Regions from separate parts of the Rattus norvegicus genome. Here region 2 is linked to region 1. A link is a contact called in public Hi-C data. All regions are on one chromosome and are shown on one strand. Each heading gives the region's core, a stretch centred on a gene start, on an enhancer-like site or on the middle of the called end of the contact. The rest is flanking DNA. Distances are from core to core; before and after follow the strand shown. Region 1 has its middle 58 kb from the start of Insyn1. Region 2 holds the start of Insyn1 (inhibitory synaptic factor 1).

The links. A called contact is a pair of places that touch in the nucleus more often than the background predicts.
Region 2: a Hi-C map of Schwann cells shows a contact between it and region 1, with 4 times the contacts expected there. The contact joins the promoter of Insyn1 here to the enhancer-like site in region 1. A contact is called at or near these places in 1 of 12 Hi-C or Micro-C datasets (Schwann cells) and 1 of 1 datasets of contacts at active chromatin or transcription factors (oligodendrocytes).

What each region holds. Positions count from the first base shown.
Region 1 is chr8:67,738,956-67,744,643 of GRCr8, forward strand. No RefSeq gene overlaps it. Among named protein-coding and RNA genes, the nearest start is that of Insyn1, 58 kb to the right of the region's middle. Within about 2 kb of position 2,551, at least 25 of the 93 cell types and tissues checked have an H3K27ac peak or open chromatin away from gene starts, as enhancers often do. A contact at or near this core is called in Schwann cells, where this site is marked.
Region 2 is chr8:67,796,938-67,802,625 of GRCr8, forward strand. It overlaps Insyn1 (inhibitory synaptic factor 1), which reads left to right and starts at 3,052. Exons shown (of 3, transcript NM_001113791.1): 1 at 3,052-3,071; 2 at 3,485-4,205. The coding sequence starts at 4,050.

The DNA.
Region 1 (5,688 bases), core at 1,301-3,800:
AATCAAATGGTCTACTGTTACATTCAAATACCCTTGATGTGACAGCCAGGGACACCCAGACTCAGAAAAAGGTCAAACTACTTGTCTGGGTCACACAATGAAGAAGGAAGGAGCTAATATTTGAGCCAAGGTATTTTCATAGCGGTGAGGGTGGCTGCCTGACGAGTTTGCTCCACGTTATACTTTGAGAGACAGACATCCATCAGGCAGGAGGCCAACAAGGAGGCCAACAGAGGGAGGAGCCACCTTTACCATGGGCAGTAAAGGAGGCTTTGTGTGGGAGGCAGCAATCCCTGGGGCTGCTACAGGAGAGGTCCCTTCCACCACTATCCGTGGTCTGTTGGGTCTGACAAAGGGCAATGGAATTGGCTCTGCTCCTGTTTCCTCTCCACAGCCTGGAGGGAGGTGCCATGTTCTCTTAGCCAGCCCCTGCCTTCTGGCTGACAGCTTGGAAACCATACAGGAATCAAAAGGCCCTTCCCATGCCAGTCCATGCCAGACCCATAGCTAGCTTAAAGCTAGGGCCATTCCCACCTGCCCAAGGAGCCTCTGGCCCTAAGTTCTGGGCATCAGCCTTTTGTCCCAGATCAAAGACTCCAGGGGTCAGGGGAAGAGTCTGGCTGAAGAAAATGTCGAGTGAGAGGATCGATTTTTTTTTTCCAGTCACACAGTTGTAAACATAAACTAAAAGACGCCTCTCTTCCTTTATAGGAGACGGTCAAAAATCGCAATGCAAGTTTATGGGGGGAAATGTGTCTTTCCAGAGCAGACTATTTCCCTCAAACGCTTGGCAGCCTGCAATCACTTCACTCTAGAGATAAGTGATCAAGTGATCAAAGCAGGAGACCCCAAATTTCACAAGCCAGAGACCAGGTGGCATACCCCTCTCATTCTCTATCCAAAATGAAGACCTGGAGCTGTCTGATGCTAGCCCAGAACCCCGCATTCAACCTTGGACTGCCAAGGCCTGGGCTGGGTGGTCATCACGTGATAAGTTTTCCAGTGCAGTTTCTCTGGGCATCTACGTGCCAACTTCCGTGTTGGAGCCAAGGATACAGATGGATGGCTCCTGATTGTCAGCCTTGAGGTGCCAGTCAGCCAGCAGAAAAAGATGTCTGAGCACATGAGGCTGCCCATGAGCCCAACGATGAGAGTGTGGCGGCGCCTTCGCTTTCCTCTGCTGTGTCTTCTCTCTCAACATGGCCAGAACTGGCTGGTAGGAATTCCATACAATGCTTAGCACAGTGGTGTACAGCTGTAAACTCAGCTCAAGGGAGGCTGAAGCAGGAGCTCCAGGAGAGCCTAGAGGCCACATCTCTGGAGGAAGGCAGGGAGAGAGGTTGTTGGGCTCCCTTTTTAGGAGTTGTCTCTGTCTCCTCCATACACCGTTTGAAGACTCAGGGAAATTTTGTATTCTGATGGCCTCGGGATAGTACTCAGCCCCCTACCACAGACCTGACCCTGGATGAGTCAATCTCTCAGAGCCTCACGCCTCAGAGTTTCCCTCACATGGAGGAGCTGTGATAATTAAATGAGGTCGTGTCTGGAAGGAGATCCAAGAAGAGAAACAGGAACCACTATTTTGTATGAAATTTTTTCTCTCTCTAAACAGATGATTCCTTGAAGACAGGGATTTTTTTTTCTGTCTCCCCCACAACACCAGCACAGCGCTAGGGACCGAGGAATCGCTTCCTGAAAACTCCTTGGATGATGCCCTGGGGATTAACCTGGGCTTTGATCATAAGTGCTTTGATGGCCTGGTGATGGGAGTCCTCTCTGAGCATGCCCTGGGCTGCAGTGAGCTGACCGGTGCCATGTCTCCTGGCAGCAAGACAAGCTTGCCAAGCTCAGGGGCCGGAGGGCAGCCAGACAGAGCCTGGGAGGTGCAGAGCAGTCAGCTTTTCCCACCCTACTGAAAAATGCAGGGATGGTAGGGACAGGGGCTTCCATTAGCCCAGGGCTCCATTTAAATAACGGGGGAAAATTGGCTTCCTCTCTGAGTCCAACTGCATCTGGCATCTGGCAGCTCAAAGTGGAGTGACTCACGAGATCCTTACATCCAAGGAAGTGGGGGAAGAGGGAGAGAGGGAGGAGTCTTACAGAGGGAGGACTAAGAGCAGGCAAGCAGGGGCATGCAGCCACACTGCTCTGACAAAAGAATCACAGCCAGAGCAGAAAGCCAGAGCAGCCTGTGCCCAGGGGGCAGGACAGGGAGTTGCTCATGCTTTGGGCTCGGTGACAGGACTCTGTTAATCTAGAGAGACTTGGGTTCCAACTGCCCAGGCAGGAGCGGAAGTCAGTCCTTTTGTCGCTCAGCCCTATCTCTCCACCTCACTCAAGGCTGTTCTGTTGGACAGCATTGGAATTCAGACCTCTGAGGCCACCGTATTGCTGACTGGTGGTCGTTAGGGAATCTGCCAGAGGGGATCCAAGCAAGAGGTTAGAGTCATCATGTCGCTGGAGGGATGGCAGCTTCTAGGGGAAAGAGGCATTTAGCTGTGATCTGTTCCTAAGAGCTCTAAGAGGCAGAATAGTGACTATGCCTAGTAGCTTACTAAACTCTGCTTAGTAATCCAACTCTGGCTTCTGTTTGCTCATAAATTCCTCCACTCATTCATTTAACAGAGGCTCACCCACAGAATGCTCCCCAGCTCCCCAGGAAAGCCCATTCTCCTCAAGTCCCCCTGCTTTTCCAAGCCCTAAGCCTGGCCAGATTCTCTCCTGACTACAGCCACAGCCCCTGCCTCTCGCCATGACCCCAGCCCCCACTCCACCTGCCCTGCAACTCCAGCAGATGTTCAAGCTGTTCTGCACAGGCTTCTGTTGTCACTAGCTGTCAAGACTCAGGTACTGTCGCCTATGGTGAACCAGCTGTCTTAACCAAAAGTTTGCAAATGCATGTCTGGAAGAGGAAGGCAGACGGAGGGCTACAGCAGGCCTTGCTTCCAACAATTCATGTGAATGATTCGCCTCACCCCAGCCAGTAGCTAGGCCAGGTCTTTCCACTTCTGGACAGGTTGTCTATTCTTAGTTCTTTCCTGATTCAAATAGATCCTTGCCCTGCCCACATCACTAGGTGAACCAGGCTACCACTAGGCTAGAGGAAGGGGAAACTGAGGCCCAGCTCAGGCCTTATGCCATGTGGGACAAGGAAATCATCTGTGCAACTGGGAGTAGAATGACTGAGCAGACCAACAGCAAGTCTAGTTGGGGAAGCCCAGGCTGAGGGCAGTGTGGACAAGAAGAATAGCAGCTTCTCCTGTGGTCAGATCTCTAGTCAGGCTGAAGAGCCTCAGGGCAGTACAGTTCCTCACTCCCCAAAACCGATTGTGTGTCAAGGAGCCAGCTGACCTAAACTGGTTGGCTTGGCTTACTGGGCCTTTCCTTGGCCTTAGCTCCAGAAATGCCATGACACAGGAAGTTCTTCAGTCCTGAAGACTAGACAGTTGCTCATCCTTCTTCCAACCGTGGCATCACCTCAAGGCTTCTCCAGAAGCCTGGACCTCCTGTGTAAGGCTGAGGATCTGTGGGAAGTGCTCAGATCTCCTATAAGGGTTCCCAGGAAGCTCCTAGGGCCACTCTGGCCACTCTGACCCCAGCTCCAGGCAAGGGTTCTAATTGGCCAAGGAGACCTTGCAGCACTGTCTTGTTAGGACCCTCGATTACTGTAATAAGACACAAACAGATGGTGCTGCTATAGACTTCCTGCCCAGGGAACAGGCTGGAGCCTAGGCCTCTGGCCCCTGAGAGGTAGAGGCACTACTCTAGGGGCTCCTAGGGTCACTTGTCAGGCTGCCTTCTGGTCCTCCCCTACTGGCTCAGCACCTCTAACTGGGTCACCCCCACCCTACCCCTACCCCAGGCCTCCATTACAGATAGTGTTTCAGCTGCAATTAAGAATTTCAAGTGGCAATTAAAAATTAATTGGAAACCGTGGGTTGTTTATATCTCCCTGACCTCTGTCACTGTGGGAATTGGAGGTGGGTGGGGGTGGAAGACAGGTAACAGGAAGAGGGGGAGGAGGGGTTTCAGAGTGGTTGACCATGGGAGGAGGGACCCTTGGCAGCATCAGAGCAATTTCTCCTTGAGGCAGGAAGAGATAGTACCAATCACTTGTCCTCTGCAGCCTCAATCCCTGACATCTCTGGTAGCCACAGAGCTTGGGGATCTGGTAGGGGTTCAGGCACACAGTCAGGGGAACTCCTGGCAGAGTGAGGCCTGAAGACTGAGTTCAAAGCCTCATGCTCTTCTGAGAGGCAGGGACAGAGAACAACATGGATGACTTCTACACAGCCTCACAGACACAAACTCATATAGAGATATATGTATCTATATGATACAGCTATGTGATACATCTATATGATACATCAGATGATACAGCTATATGATACATCTATGTGATACATCTATATGATACACCAGATGGTACCCTGGCCCCGGAAGTGGCCCTGAGGTCTCTGTCTCAGATCCTTCTGGGTAGTCGCCACAGATAAGGTTTTTCTGTTCTCAAGAGGAAAAGATTTTGAATTTACACTCTATCTCCTGTTAGGGTCTGATATGCTGTGGTCCCTTCATCTTCAGATGAGGCCAAGCCTTCTGTCCAGCCTCCTATGGGAAGCAGGTAAATTGCCCTTAGCCTCCCCACTAGTGCCATTGCCCTCCACAGCGTCTCTCAAAGCTCACTGCACTAAGTCCACAACTCTGGACTTATGGCTCCTCCCGCCTCCAGGGAGTCCTCTCCATGTCCTCCTGTCCGTCCTCCCTCTGTACAGAATGCCTCTGCTCAGCCATCTCTAAAGCCCAGAGAGGCATCATCCATATTGATGACAAGTCAGTCTGTGGGAATCCAGTGTCCCCCACGACTTGGCAAGGACACAGTCTACTATCTTTTCTATTATGCAGTGCAGAATTTTAATTTAACAGTAATAAAAGCAAAAGGCTGTCAATAAAGCAGACACCACATGTCAGGTCATGGGTTTGCTCCCAGAGTCCCCAAAGCAGTAAGCAATAGTGACCCAGGCTTGGGCTGCCGACTAAGACATTGGTGAAATCTCCTTACTCAGAGATGACCAGCCTTCTCCACACTAAAATCATATGCAAAGCAGAGTGTCCGTCCACATATAGTGCATATATAGGGGCTGCAGACCCATCTTCCACATTCTCAAAAGGTCGGGGCACTTGCTAGGATTTGAGTAAATTAGCTAGTGACAGAACCTAGCTGCAGTGATGTGATCATATAAAAAGTTTATTCTAAAACCAAAAAGGAAGGAAGGAAGGAAGGAAGGAAGGAAGGAAGGAAGGAAAACAAAAACAAAAGCAGATCTATGTCAGGCATGGTAGTTCATACCTTTAAGCACAGCACTTGGGAGGCAAGGCAGGAAGATCTCTGAGTTCTAGGCTAGCTAGTTCCAAGACAGCTAGGACTAAACAGAGAAACGCAGTCTCAAAAACAAAAGCAAACAAAACAAATCTAGAGACAAATAGCCCACAGCAATATGCTTATCAAGGATTCAGGTTCCCTCTACAGAGATGTCTAGAATGATAACCTCACTTTCAACTTTCAACCTCAGGGCCCCAAGATGTTTATATAAGCTCCAACCACCACAGTAATATCCAGGACAAGAAGCAGAAATAAAAACATGAAAAAATAATAATATGTCAGTGGCTGGAGAGATGGCTCAGTGGTTA
Region 2 (5,688 bases), core at 1,802-4,301, 58 kb after region 1:
CTAACAATGTGGCTCCTGTCACTCCCTCTCACCTACCTACACACACAGAACACTGTCCCTGTCAGTCACTAATGGCCTCCTAAGTGTGAAGGTCACCTGAACACTCTGCTTCCCTTCTCTCATGAGCAGCCTTTGACACCACTGAGACAAGCCTCTCTATGTCAGACCCACAACTCCACTCCCTGGGCTCCACTCCCTGGGCTCTACTCCTACCTCTTTGAATACTCCCTCCCCATCTCAGTCCTAGAGTCTTCTAGGCAGCCAGCCTGGTCCTGATGCTGCTAATGTTACTTCTGCACAGCTAACCTGCTTAATATCTCATCTTCTCTGAGAATGAGCCAAAGCAGCCACCATAAGTCCACCACTGTCAAGCCGCAGCCCTTCTATGAACAGGGATCTATTTTCCTTCTGATTCTCTCTAAGGTTCCAAACTTCTGCTCTTCACCCCAGACGGCTCAGATGCGCACAACCATTTACTCAGCCTAACAAGCTATAAACCAGAAGCACAAGTCTGCCTCCTCCTAGCTCTCTCAGAGTCTCTCAGGAAATCACCAAGTGATTTCACCAAGAGAGCACCCCTTCCTCCACATCCTGTTGCTGGCCTCCCTCAGCTCAAATCCTAGAAGGACCTCCTAATGGAGCACCTGGCTTGTGGCCTCCTCAAACCCACCATGTACTTTTGGGAGTTTAGTGAGGTCTCTTAGAAGGGCAGATAGCACCTGACTTTCCCCCAACCGCACAGGCCCCTTCTGCCAAAGAAATTCCAGGCTGCTTTCTTTGTTTTGTCTGTTTTCTAAGACAGGGTTTCTCTGTGTAATAGCTCTCAGGCTGTAGCAGACCTGGCTGGCCTCAAGCTCACAGAGATCCACCTACCTCTGTCTCCCAAGTGCTGGGATTAAAGGGATGTGTTCCATCACCACTGTCTAAATCCCGAGGTTCTAGCCTTGGCCTCCTGTTTCCTAATCCAGTCTTCCTCTATTTCACTTCATACAGACTTCCCAATGTTATCAACAGAGCCACTTTGACTGAAACTTGTCCCACCCCACCTCCCACATCTTCTCCTGAGAATTTCCTTCACCCATCTTCCTTCCCTCTTAGAAAGCTGATTCCTCCCTTCCCCAGGGCAGTCACCCGGACTCCCACTTCTCAGTTAAGATTCAGCTCAAGGGTTAAATTCCTGGGAAGAACATTGGGGGATGGAGGGAATCCTTGTCATACCTGCCAGGTTACCAAAGCTCCTAGAACTGTGTGCACCACCCTTCAGTTTGCTCAAGAATGTCCTTATGGGGAACTTTTCCTCGATTTTTACTCAACAGAGCCAGAAAGAAAGAAAGAAAGAAAGAAAGAAAGAAAGAAAGAAAGAAAGAAAGAAAGAAAGAAAGAAAGAAAGAAAGGGAGAAAGGGAGAAAGAAAGGGAGAAAGAAAGAAAGAAAGAAAGAAAGAAAGAAAGAAAGAAAGAAAGAGAGAAAGAAAGAAAGATGTTTAAAACTTAGATGAAGAACTAGGGGAACAGAACCTTCTGAGAAACAGCCCAGTATTCACCAAGCCCTTCTCATCCTGAGCATGGCACACAATAGGTGTTCAGTAAAGGTTGGCTGTGTTCTTTTTACTGAACTGACACAAGATTTGGGGCAGTTTGAGGTATGATGGCAGAGGAGGGTAACAGCCAGAAGGGGAACCCCGGGGCACACCACAGTGAGGGGAGGAGGGTCAAGGGATTGTGTAAAAGGAGGTGAAGGAACTTGGAGTCAAGTCCGGGCCTCTGTGCACCCGGTGCAGCGGGCGGCAGGCAACGGCCGGCTAGCTCTCCTCCAGCCCTGCTGGCGTCCAGTCCAACCCGCTCCCTAGGGTGGCGAGACCCCCCGGCTCGCGCGCTCCGCTCCGGGCACTGGGAGGCGTGTGTGTCACTTTAAAAGCTCCCTCCCGGCGCGCGGGGCCGGCCCCTTCCCTGCCAGCGCCGAGGCGAGCGGAGCCGCGAGAGCCCGGCGGCCTTTGAGGGAGCCTGCGCCCGGCCGGGCGGCCAGTCCGGCGGGGCGCGGCGGCGCTCGGGGTAAGCAGGCCAGGCCCGCCGAGCCGGACGGCCAGGGCAGAGCGAGGGCGAAGCGGCTGGGCAGAGAGGCCGGAGCAGCCCCGGTGCCTCGTTTGCCCCATCGGCAGCCACTCGGCGCCCCGGGCCGCGAGGCGCGGAGCCGTGAGCGAGCGCGCTGGAGGCGGTGGAGCCGAGCGGAGGCTGCGCGCCTGGTGTGCCTGGCCCGGCCCGGCGCGCCTCCTCCATCGCCTCCCTGGCGTCTCGCTCGCCCCCTTCTGCTTTCCTTTCCTTCCTCTGCTCAGCCCCGCCGTGCTAATCTTCCCCCGCCCCCCACCTCGTGCTCTCATCTCCACCGTGTTCGACACCCGGTCCCCCAGGCCACGGCCGCGGCCCCTCCCCCGAGACTCGAAGAAATCGGACTTTTCCCAACGTTGATGGAGCCGACTGCCGGGCTGAGCTGAGCGGTTTCTACGGCCGCTCCAGACGCCACCCCGGCGGGAGCACCGACATTCTGGGTCCCGGCTGAGTGCACTCCGGACGCCTAGTAGTGCCAGCTCGGGAAGGGCAGAGCAAGGCAGGGGCAGGACAGACCCCGGAGGGGCTCAGACCTGACGATCTGGAATGGACAGAGAGAATCGCGAACCCAGTGGAGCCCGGGGAATGCCGGGCGTGGGCTGAGGGGATCCCGGCGCCCTCCCCAGCCCTCCGACTTTGACTCAGTCGCCTGGACCGGACTGGTGTTACCTCGGCTCGGGTCACCTGTGGCCTCGGGGCCCCCGAGCTCGCCGGACCCTCGCGACCCGGAGCCTGGCCAGCGTGGTGGGGAGATTTTTTTTTCGCCCCCTTCCCGGGAGCGCGGAGGCCCCGCCCCCTCCCACCGCCCAGATGTCTCCGGTCACCGATCGGAGGACCTTCCTGAGGCCAGGAGCCGAAGGGTCCAGAAAGAGAAGCCCGCCCTAGGGAGCCTTGGGGGCCCCCCAATCTCGTCTTGGGGCTCGGCCCCCGACATTGCTTAGAGGAAAGGCCTCTGCCCCAACCCTCGGTGAGTAGGGGAGTTCGGCTTCGGAGGGAAGGCGGGGCTGGGAGAGGAAGGGTCCTCTGGGTAGGAGGGCACCCTGTGGTCATTGAAAGAAGGGTGAAGAACTGGAGAGGCCCTGTGCTGAACCTGTCTGGCCAAGCTTGGTTGGTGCCTGGGGACGGGGGGGGGGGGGCACGGCTAGAGTGCCCCAGAGGAGGCTGAGGACTCATGCCTCTAAAACAGGGGCTCCTCCACTCTTCCTGTAGATGAGGGGCATGCTGAAAACCATCTGCCTCCACCACCCCTCCCCACAAACAAAATAAATAAATAAATCTCCAGCTAGGAAGGAGGGTGCAGGCAGGGAGAAGAGGGAGGCAGCAGCAGCAGGCTGGTGCAGCAGCCTGGGAGAGCTGACGCCAGGCTCGCTCTTTCTGCAGGGGGCTGCCCTCCTCCAATCCAGTTCCCTCTCCAGCGCTGTTCACATCTGGAGCCCCCTCCACATCTGGAAGACCCTGATCACCGTCCCTCTGCTGGTTCGGCTGCATCTAAAGACCTCTGCCTTTGTAACTGCCTAGGAGTTGCGAGGGGATTGCTGCCTTCCCCCATCCCAAGGGCATCTCTTACCCTTAGTCCTTGCAGAATCATCCCCCTGCCTCCGCATCCAGATTCAGGCAAAGATCAGCTCTGTACACCATTGGCACTTCAAGTCCTGGAAGCTGTTCTTGGGCCCAAGGCCCCTCCCCTTGCCCTCCTGTGTCCTCACCTTGACCCCCCCACCCCCGTCAGATTCTGTCTCCCTCTGGGTGCTCCATCCCCCACCCAGAGGCGAGTAGGTGGAGTGGCAGGCAGCAGGGGCTGGGTGAGGGCCGCCCAAGGCCAGGGTAGGCTGGGGGGCCGTTAAGATGTGGAGCTCTGCCCGTCCGAGGGGGGCTCCGTGGAGGCAGACGAAGTGTGTGCCCCGCTGGGGCGAGTATGGGCAGGCTTGCGGCCACGTGGTGAAGGATGAACATTCGGGGTGCCCCGGACCTCGGGCAGCCCAGTGACGACCCCAACAGTGGTGGAGAAAGAGAGCGGATTCGACAGCGCATGAAGATGGTCATCGGGCAACTTGAAGGCATCCTGAGGGAACTCAAAGAAGTGGCTAAGGAGCTGAGGGAGGTGAGTGAGAGGCCAACAGGGGCCACACAGACCCTCACCCTTCCTGGCTGGGCTCAGCAGTAAAGCATTTACCTGTGTTTGAGTGTGCAATGCTATGTGCACATGGGCTGTTCCGCTGAGGACCACCCTTTCCATTCTCCTTGCCTCAAATCTGTTTTGCTTAAAATCCCTATCCCTGGAGCTAGTAATGGGGCCTTGGTGTGGCAGAGAATGTCTGAGCAGCTATCAGTGAGCCTATCTTTATGGTTAGCACTCAGGGTGCTCAATGAGGACTAAATCTGCCCTACTCCATTCTTAATGGGACACATTCTTCTGAAACCCAAGCTGCCCCTTGACCCCACTGTTTGCCTCCTGGACTCTGAGCAAGGACTCTAGGAGAGTGGATGGCTCTGTTAGTCAATCCTCACTGCTTGGGGCCTAGCTCAAAAAGATTTACTTCAGGGATCAGATATTCCAAACTCTTATTTCCAAAGGCAGAGAGGAGTTAAAACCAGCTGCAGCCTCCCTGCCCTGGGGTCAAAAGGTGGCCAGGAGCTGCTGGTAAGGATCAGAGGTCCTTCTGTTCATTGAAGAAAAAATGGAATTCTTTTTAATGGAGCTGAGTCCCCACCCCAACCCCCAACCCGCGACAGGACATGCTTCTGGGTGTTTTTTTGCAAGGACCAAAAAGTCACAGAGAAAGCCTCTCTGTCTTTCTAAGCAGAGCCTAGTTTAATTACTGCTTCCCAGATTGCTGGAGTAATGAGGTACACATGTCTTCCACCCTGCCCCCTGGGCTGTGTTCAAGTCTAAAATGCATGACCAGCATTCTGAGCCGCTGGCCTGAATTTGCCCGCTGGGTCCCATTTCACCAGCCAGGTGGGCTTTAGGCAACTTTCAACTGATTGTAACCAGGGCCCCTGCAGAGAGAGAGGGAGAATGGATCATTCTGAGTTATGGACTCCAGCTCCCCCACCAGCTATGTTTGGGGAAGGAGGCTCTAGGAAGCTGAGGAAATGGGCAAGCCTTGGGCCATGCCTTTGCAGCATGGTCTGAATCCAAGCCAGGGAGAGCGGTTGTTTGAAGGGAGCTGTGAATTGAAGTCAGGCCTCTTAAAAGCAGTGTAGCCAATGGTCCAGGGTCTGCTTCATGAATCCTGCCAGGAGATAACTCACCAGAGACAGGACTGAGAGGTGGTAGTGCTCCTGCCCATATGCTGGGCTGCTGGGCTCTGGGTTCCATAATACAATTTGGACACCAAAGACCACAGCCCCTAAACAATCTTCCTCTGACCTCATGAATCCAGAGGATTAGGAAACCCCTCCCCACCCCCAGCCTGTCTTATTCTGGATGTTCTGCAGTTTTATCAGGGCCATGGGAACTATCCAAACTGTCAGTCTCAGGCCTGGACATGGGACCCCAACATGAGCTGGTATTTTCTATAATCCTGGGGGTTAGCCTTTGTACAACTCCCAGTGGGGCATCTTCCAGACCCCTGCCTCTT